3 separate regions of the Mus musculus genome follow, and regions 2 and 3 are each linked to region 1. The links are chromatin contacts, called in public HiChIP or PLAC-seq and promoter capture Hi-C maps. All regions are on one chromosome and are shown on one strand. Each heading gives the region's core, a stretch centred on a gene start, on an enhancer-like site or on the middle of the called end of the contact. The rest is flanking DNA. Distances are from core to core; before and after follow the strand shown.

Region 1 (2,854 bases), core at 165-2,664:
TTTTATAAGGAAAACAAAACCCAGAGAAATTGATATTGAACTAAAACTAAACCATGGGGGTCACACTCCTGGACAAGAAACTACAGGCAACTATGGCTGCTGAGAGAGGGAAGTTAGCCTATCCCATGGAAGAACCCTCTAATTGGTTGTCCAATACAACGTGATTATCCCTGAAGCCATAGACACATACACAATAACAACAGTTTCAGCAGATTGTGCTGGCATATCCATGGATACTTACACATATATGCAACAATAATAATTAAAGAAGAAGAAGCTATCAACTTGAGATTGAGTTGGGAGACATGGAAGAAATTGGAGGGAGAGGACTTGAGGAGGCTGGAGGGAGAAAAGGGAAGGAGAGAAAGTGGCATAATTGTATTTTTAATGAAAGGTGCACACAAAAATAAAATGAACCATGAACCAAGTGCTCAGAAAAATTTTACTAGCTGACTTTAGTCAAATTACGTAACTCTGTTCTCCATTTCATTCTTTCTCTTTGATAACTATGATTCAAGAGAGCGCTTTTCAAAAGTGCTTATTGAGGAGGAACCTAACATGATATCATGAAGTTCAGAATGCTTCACTTTCGTCTGGCTCTGATAAGTTCCTGCTCTCCACATCCCCGCTCAGGGATCTCTGCTCTAAGCCTCTTCTACATTATAAGTAAGAAGACTGAGGGCATGGTGGCGCGTGCCTTTAATCCCAGCACTTGGGAGGCAGGGGAAGGCGGATTTCTGAGTTTGAGGCCAGCCTGGTATACTGAGTGAGCTCCAGGACAGTCAAGGCTACACAGAGAAACCCTGTCTCGAAAAACAAAACAAAACAAAACAAAACAAAACAAAACGACTGAGGACAACCATATTATCAACAACGGCAACATCTACTAGCTGTATACTAAGAGTTAAACAGCACGAGGACGTTTTATACACACATTCTGTTTAATTCTCTGTGCATTCCAAGAAAGGCGCTGGCTTCACTTTACCGAACTGGCTGAAGGTTGAAGAAAAAAGGTCTCTGGCCCCTACCTCTGTACACGTACCCTTTCCTAGCTCCTGCAACTCAGATGGTCATAGTTCATTGTTACTCAAGGCGATCCCTTGATGACAAAAGTCAAAAGTGTGATACTCCCCACCTGTCAACCAAACCGCCCGCCCGTCTCCTAAAGAATCATAAGGGGAGCGATCTTTCTAGCTTCCCGATGCTTTCGTTCCTGAAGTCCAGACTGGGAAATCTCCGAGCGTCTGATCCCGCTGAGTTTTGCAGAGAGGAGAAAGGGGTGCCGATGCACTGCGGGTAGCTGTCTGGAACGGAGAATTCCGGCTCTGGGTTAAAGCCGGAACCTTTCTCCACTCTCCGCGTTACACGGGCGGAGTGCGGAACCTTTCTTCTATGCTCACAGTTCCCAGGCGGAGGAGTGCGAAATCGGAACGTCCCTCAGCAACCGAGTTCTTGCCGGGGTCGCTAGCTGCTGACGTGTGCCTGGCCGGCTTCAGGCCCTGGGTTGCGGGTCGCTATGGCGGTGGACATCACACTGCTCTTCCGGGCTAGCGTCAAGACAGTGAAGACGCGGAATAAGGCTCTGGGAGTGGCCGTGGGTGGCGGGGCCGATGGCAGCCGGGACGAGCTGTTCCGCAGAAGCCCTCGGCCCAAGGGAGACTTCTCCAGCCGGGCCCGTGAAGTGGTAAGCTGGTTGCTATGGGAACGGCGGGCGGGAGCTAGGGGCGCATACGCTCCGCGGCCCCTGGACCCCAAACTGGGCCTATCTCTTTAGCTCTCGGTGAAGACAGGGAGTCTCTAGCAAGACAGAGAGTCTGTCTCACCGACCTAACAGCTGGCTCAGGGTGGCGACAGGTTTATTCTCACGAAGGGACGCATATCTGGGCACTGAAGGAAGTAAGTTAGAGGTGCTTGGATATCCTTGAAATCAGGTTATAACCTTCTGAGGCAGTGAGTTCGCCAAGAGTTCCCACAGTCTGACACTTCCTGTCGCAAAGCTCACCACTATCTCCCCTCGCCCTTCCACGAATCTGTTTGGACCTCCTCTTGCTCGTAGGGTTTAATAAAATCCACGCTCAGCTGAACGCTCCTTGATCCTTGCCTCCAGGCATAGGTAGGACTCAGTACCTCCTGAGATTGGTTTAGGACATCACCAGTGTAGGGTAAAAGCTTTTCCCTTCAGAGCGGCAACACTTAAGCAACACTAGTGTTGTAACTGTCCTCTAAACTGCTTCCTGTTCTCTGGACACAACCGGCTTCTGTGTCCCCAACATAGAAATCTTTTCCATAAGGGTAGGAACATGTTGACAGTATTTCTGTATGTGCTACTGACAATATTGCTTAGTAAGTATTCTTTGAATGAATGAATGGTTGAACGAATGAACAATTATTGATTCCACTAAACAGGAAAAAAAAAGATTGTTTGCATTATATCCCTTTGTGTCTATGACACTAGGGTAAATGTTATTTTTGGAGTACCAGGGGGTCATATACAGTCTGCCTGTCTTTTTAAAGACACACACACACACACACACACAATGGCCCAAAGCATTGAAAGGTACAAATCTGGGGGATCTAAACTTTAAGTTTCATTGGTTTTCCAGTAAACTCACCTCTGCTTGGCACATAATCCATTGCTTGATATTTCTCTTTTTGAGGCAGGGTCTTTCCATGTAGACAAGGCTGGCCTTGATCTTACAGAAAGGTGACTGCTTCTGTCTCCCAAGTGCTGAGATTGAAGGCATGGGCCCTCAGACTAGATAATACTCAAATATTACACACACACACACACACACATATATATATGCACAAGTCAATGAATGGCTGTTTACAGATAATGTTGAAGCACAGGAGG
Region 2 (2,854 bases), core at 232-2,731, 150 kb after region 1:
GATAGTTGGTTAGGCGGTGCTAGGTATGATTTTCTTTTGGTTGAGCAGGTCTTAAGCTCAAGAGAGCTGTTGTTTACCTCCAAGATATGTAAGTCACTCCTGCACCCTCAGGGTTGTTGGACCATGGTGGTCCTTGCTGCGGTTCACAGACTTCGTAGCTGGGTGAGACTGTTAGCCCATTCCCTCCTTTGGAAGCTTGCATGACACCTTCTGGTACCATGAAATCTTATCCTCAGAGAGGAAGCCTTTTGGTCAGTTTCAGCTCAGGGGCCTTTGGGCTCTGAAACCTTTTTTTTTTTGGCTGGGGGTGAGGGGGATCTTTGAGGCCGAGTGGTTCTGCTTGGTTTTTATTGTATTTTTTTGTTTGTTTGTTTGTTTGTTTGTTGTTGTTTGGGAATAGGGGAGAATTCAAGACTGGGCTCTATGTAGCCCATTGCTGTCCTAGAACTTTCTGTGTAGACCAGGCTAGCCTCAAACTCATAGAGTTCCACCTGCCTCTGCCTCCTTAGTGCTGGTATTAAAGGTGTACACCGCCACTGTATGGTGAAACACATTTTTATGTTATTTTTTTTAATTTTGTGTGCATGTGCATGGATGAGTGTGTGTAAATGCCAGTATGTGTGTGCATGTGTGCATGCATGCATTCACGCATACATGTGTGAGTGTGAGCATGTAAGTGTAAGCATGTGTGAGTGTGTATATGTGTGCATGTGTGTGTGCATGCGTGCATGTGTGAGTGTGAGCATGTGAGTGTAAGAGTATGTTATCATATCCATCCACAGAAAGCAAACTAGAACAGCTACTAATATCTCAGACTTCCTGCACACTCACTCCATCCCAAGTCCATGAACCTTGAACCAACTCATTAGGCGAACGCAGACTGACTTGGGGCTCTATGTGAAGAACCAATGGTGCCCATTGCTCAGGAAATTCCAAGGTTTTTAAGCAGCTCCAGGAGACACCAGTGCCAAAGAGGCGGCACAGCTTACATTTGAACAGTGCCCACATCTGTCCCAGAGAGTCTCTCTGTCATCCTAGGAGATGACACATCCTTTGATGAGGTTCATTCTAATGAGCAGCTCAAATTCTTTCTTCTTTGCCTAGTTTTGTGCATTTGTGGTCCTGCTGGGCATTCAATTCTGTATCCTTTTTCACAGCATAAGCATTCTTCCAAGTTATTAGGAACCCTTTGAGCATGTTCCTGCCCTGCCGATATGCCATTGTTTATTTAAGCAATCACTTATGGTTAGTCATCTAAGCTATCTCTAATTTGTTTTTAACCACTATTTTTTAGATGCTGCAATAACATCATTATGTGGAAACCTTGGCCATGTCTCTGATTATTTCCTTTGGAGAGATTTTATAAGTGAATCACAGAATCAAATAGGAGCAGCCTTTTGGAAGCAGTTGGGAAATGTGATCAAATTACTTCCCCACAAAATGGAAAAGGATGGCTATTTGTTTATATTTTGGGTTTTGAGTCAGGGTTCATCTGTGTGGCTCAGGTTTTCCTGGAACTTGTGATCCTCCTGCCTCAGACTCTTGACTGCTTAGATGGTTCAAGGGAGCGCTTCCAACATTGACGTGACCACCGCTTTACTGGAAATAGTAAATTTCTGAGCTAGAGAGATGACTCAGCTATTAAGAGCGCATACTTTTCTTGTAGAGGACCCCAGTTCAATCCTCGGTACCCATATCAGATGACCCACAAGTGCCTAAGACTCCAGCATCAGCAGATCTCACTGTCTGGCTTCCAAAGATACCTGCACATAACCCTAAACACATAATTAAAAACAATAAAAGTAAATCTTAAAAATAGTACCTTCCACTCATTTGAAGGTCAGGAAATGACTTTTAGTTTGTTTGTTTGTTTGTTTGTTTGACCATGTGCCCATATTCATGGGTGGTGACACACACCTGTGTGGTGGCCAAAAGTTAAACTCAAGCATCATTCCTTAGAGGTACCATCCACCTAAATTCTTCGGGGACAAAATCTCTCATCGGGGCCTGAAGACAGCTGATGAGCCCAGATATCCTCCTGTCTCTGCCTCCCCAGCACTAGGACACACATATGTCACCAGGACTGGCTTTGTGTGTAGAGTCTGCAGATGGAACTCAGACCCTTGCAGTTACACAGCACGCACTTCACCAGCCGAGCCGTCTCTCAGTCCTAAGAGGTATTGGCTGTATCAGCTGATATTGGCAGGATGTTGAAACTGCTGCAGTCTGTACAAGCAGTAGCATATCTGCCTGTGGGCCATGTCCACAGCCTGCTCGCCACCTCCTAAAAGCACTGCTTCAGCTTGGGGGGCCCTGACACCAACAGGTTAGAGTGCTCACTGGAGGAAGAACAACGAACCAATCAAGAGCACACATCTCTACTTCGCTGAGATCACAGCCTACACTACAGGAGACAGAGTGACAGGCACCATAGGGCCTCCAGTCCTCCCCTATCTGCTTCTTTGGTGCTAAGAGCATATGGTGGAGAATAGGGCGCCCATGCAGCTGTAACCCAATGACTGCCAGGAGCCCCATGTGGCAGCAGATGGGGAAGAGACCTCTCTAGAGCCATTAGCAGGAGCATAGTCACATTGACACCTTGATTTCTGACTTCTGGACTTATAGAACTAATTGTTGTTTTAGGTTACCTGTTGGTGGTGATTTGGTCTGACTGCACAGGCTCGTTGCTCTGGCAGGGAGAATTGGCTACTGGTGTAAAGGCCCTGGGATGCTCCAGCCGTGTGCATTTGAAGGGGTCGGGGTGCACAGGCTTCATCTGAGCTCTGCTGCTCTGTGCTGATGAGCTGAGCCAATTACGTCACCTCTAGGTGCCTCAGTTTTCCCTTCTAATAAG
Region 3 (2,854 bases), core at 190-2,689, 130 kb before region 1:
AGCTTGAGTCCCAGGTGTCTGACAGGGCGTTCTTGGGTGAGAAATAGAAACTTTAAATGTGCCCTGGTGAGTCCTCTTGGGGAGTTTTAAAGAGGGGTCGTGGGGGTAGGGTGCAGCTGTCCCATTACTAAAGAACTCTTTCCAAGTCTGGCTTTCACCACATGGGAGGCTGCTGTATGCAGCTGATGCTCGCAGATTTATAAGGTCAGGTTTTATAGGCCTCCAGATCTACACGGTGTCTTACCACATGCTTGTTACAAGTGCATGATGCTGTCCTGCTAAACTGGGCAACTAATATATTATGCTTCATGGTTGCAGCAGACAGGAAGGAAATTCTCCAAGTAAAATATGGTCTCCGGAACTCTGCAGTGTCCCAGTTTCTCAGCCCTGGTTGGGCAGTTCCATAGCCCTGGTCTATGGTTGCTTTTCTCATTTTCATCCTTAACTCCCAAATGGCAGGTGCTGTTCAGTTGATGGGCCCACATGGCATATATGTGTAAGTAGAGACCCTTACTACTTGAGGCAGGAGGAGCTCTGAGGAGAACATTTTCCTAGTTGGAAGGGATCGTGTAGTGCTCCCCAGCCCAGGCCCAAAGGGGACAACACTATGTCACTATAGCATTGACAGGGAGGTTGCTTCAGGCTGTAACCTTTGAGCTGAGGCTGTTTGAACAGAAGAAGTGAAGTGGCCCGGATCAGGATGCCCCTGGCAGTTAAGTATCTGGGTGTCTATCCCCTCAACTCGGGCTTCTCAAACCCTGCACCTCAGAGGACTTCCTGGTATGAACAGGACTCAGCCAGCTCTAGGAAGCAGAGGCAAAGATCCTTCTTGATCATTGAGGGAGGGAATTCGGGGACCTTGTGGATAGAAGAAGGGAATGGAAGGGGCTTTTGACTTCAGCCCTATAAGTCACAGATTCTCAACCTGTGGATCAAGACCCCTTTCACAGGGATTATCTAAGACCATTGGATAACACAGATATTTACATTATAATCCATAACCATAGCAAAATTACAGTTATGAAGTAACAATTTCATCATTGGAGAGTCACCATAACATGAGGAAGTATATTAAAGGGTCACAGCATTAGGAGGGATGAGAGCCACTGATCTCGGTATAGTGATGCCCAGTGGTTATTTCCTAACTCTTCTCTGTGATGGGGGACAGTAGATGGTCCTCAATCCAGAGGCTCTTAATTTACCCATATGTTGAATTAATAAATCAGATACAACACACACACACAAGAAGAGAGTTGGAATGGAGCCTAGTCCCTTCTCAGGGTGAGATGCTGATGTCCTATTAACCTCAGAAAGAAACTTTATCACATGGCTTGCTGTAATAGTGGAGGGACCCACGCTCTTACTGAGGGTGGTGGCCAGCATGAGCCTGCCTGCTTGATTCACAGGGAGGGAGGGAGGAAGAGCAGTTCCTTCACATGACACTAGGGGGTGAGGGGTGTCCATCATCCCCGTTGGGTTCAGCTGGAACGCAGACCTACAGAGTGCTGGAATTAGCCTGCTCCTCTCACCCAGGGTGGAGTTGAACAGATCCAGAGTCAGTCTCTCAACACAGAAGCCAAGCACTGGCCAGGCTGGCCCAACCAGGGATTACAGGATAATCCTGGTACTATGGTCTTCCACAGACAGCAAGATGCTGAGGGAAGAGGCCAGGATCCTGCTTCTTCCTGTGCCTCCAAGTGCCTGGCATGGTGCGAGCCCCTGCAAGGCTATCACCCAAGAGGACATCTGGGTATGAAAGACAGAACAACAGAGGCAAGCCTGGGCCCAGTTCTACATCCTGTCCCTGCTGGGGGCCTGGGCACACCCGACCAGACCTGTAGCCCAACACTAGCCCTATTGTTTTGCAGCTTTTCCCCCCTCCCCACACTCAGTTCTGGAAAGTAAATCCTGTCAGTGACAACATCTTGTCATAATGTCAAAAGAACAGACACACCTGCAGGCCTTCCACCTGTCCTGTAGTATCTCCTGCAGGCAATCGCACCTTACCAACCCTCAGGGCGGGAGTTCTGAGAAACTGTCTCCGTTCACAGAAGGAAGCAATAAATTCTTACTTGACCATCATTACGTGATGGGGCAACAGGTGTGTGGACAGGTTGTGCAACTCACTGAAGGTCACACAGCAATCCCCCCAGGGAACCTGGGATCCATTTCCAGTGAGGTGACTCTCCCGGAAAAAAGGTCACGGATCTCTGTGATCTGCTGTTTGATCCCTGGGACTCACTCCGTAGAAGGAGAGGACTGATTCTTATCCGTTGTCCTCCATCCTCCTCCATCATAGGATGCCATCGTGGGGCTAAGGCTCCTACTAATGACTGTCCCAAGTATCTACAACTTTCCTTCCTCCACTGCAGTCTAGTATCGTGCCCCTCTTCCTGTACCCTAGGGCTGTACTGAGGGCCATGATGGGTAGCTTAGGAAAACATCCTTGAGTCTTTAACGTTCCTGGTTAACAACTGAAGCCCTTCTAGTTGGGGGATGAGAAGCCTCAAGTCTCCTGCTCCTGACTTTGCCTTGTCCAGCACAGGTTCTGAGGCAGTGGCTCCTCCTGTCTGTTTTATATTTAGAGACCAGAATACAGCCAAGTTTACCAACTCAAAACTACTTAGAGATGCACTGTGCCCCCAGGCAGTGCCTCGGAAAGTTGGCTGGTTTACATTTCCATGCTGTGTTCCTCCAAGGCCCTGGTACCCCAGAGAGGAGATCTGTAGGGCAGGGTTCAGCAGAGAGAGTCCCTCGACCTCTCTCCTCACCTAGCTCCTTCCTCAGTGTTCATAGCTAAGTGAGTTTAGTCCATGCCGTGAACTCTGGACAAGGCACTGATGAGGTCCACCAG

Evidence for each region. Promoter capture Hi-C pulls out the DNA fragments that hold promoters and counts their contacts. HiChIP or PLAC-seq counts read pairs in DNA pulled down with a chosen protein or histone mark.
Region 2: a contact with region 1 is called in an H3K27ac HiChIP or PLAC-seq map of the NIH/3T3 cell line, with 3 times the contacts expected there. The contact joins the enhancer-like site here to the promoter of Stx18 in region 1. A contact is called at or near these places in 3 of 39 promoter capture datasets (the 3T3-L1 cell line, hippocampal neurons and liver), 1 of 15 datasets of contacts at CTCF or cohesin (the NIH/3T3 cell line), 3 of 484 Hi-C or Micro-C datasets (the G1E-ER4 cell line, embryonic stem cells and nephron progenitors), 2 of 115 datasets of contacts at active chromatin or transcription factors (the NIH/3T3 cell line and fibro-adipogenic progenitors) and 2 of 9 other capture datasets (adipose tissue and pancreatic islet).
Region 3: a contact with region 1 is called in a promoter capture Hi-C map of trophoblast stem cells, with 2.7 times the contacts expected there. The contact joins the enhancer-like site here to the promoter of Stx18 in region 1. A contact is called at or near these places in 7 of 39 promoter capture datasets (3T3-L1-derived adipocytes, cranial neural crest, frontonasal cranial neural crest and 4 more), 2 of 484 Hi-C or Micro-C datasets (both in nephron progenitors), 4 of 115 datasets of contacts at active chromatin or transcription factors (craniofacial prominence, embryonic stem cells and forebrain) and 2 of 9 other capture datasets (adipose tissue and embryonic tail).

Annotation. Positions count from the first base shown.
Region 1 is chr5:38,037,816-38,040,669 of GRCm38.p6, forward strand. It overlaps Stx18 (syntaxin 18), which reads left to right and starts at 1,415. Exons shown (of 11, transcript NM_026959.3): 1 at 1,415-1,684. The coding sequence starts at 1,517.
Region 2 is chr5:38,183,575-38,186,428 of GRCm38.p6, forward strand. No RefSeq gene overlaps it. Among named protein-coding and RNA genes, the nearest start is that of Nsg1, 25 kb to the left of the region's middle. Within about 2 kb of position 1,482, at least 9 of the 459 cell types and tissues checked have an H3K27ac peak or open chromatin away from gene starts, as enhancers often do. A contact at or near this core is called in the NIH/3T3 cell line, where this site is marked.
Region 3 is chr5:37,903,437-37,906,290 of GRCm38.p6, forward strand. No RefSeq gene overlaps it. Among named protein-coding and RNA genes, the nearest start is that of Gm20052, 11 kb to the left of the region's middle. Within about 2 kb of position 1,440, at least 5 of the 459 cell types and tissues checked have an H3K27ac peak or open chromatin away from gene starts, as enhancers often do. A contact at or near this core is called in trophoblast stem cells, where this site is marked.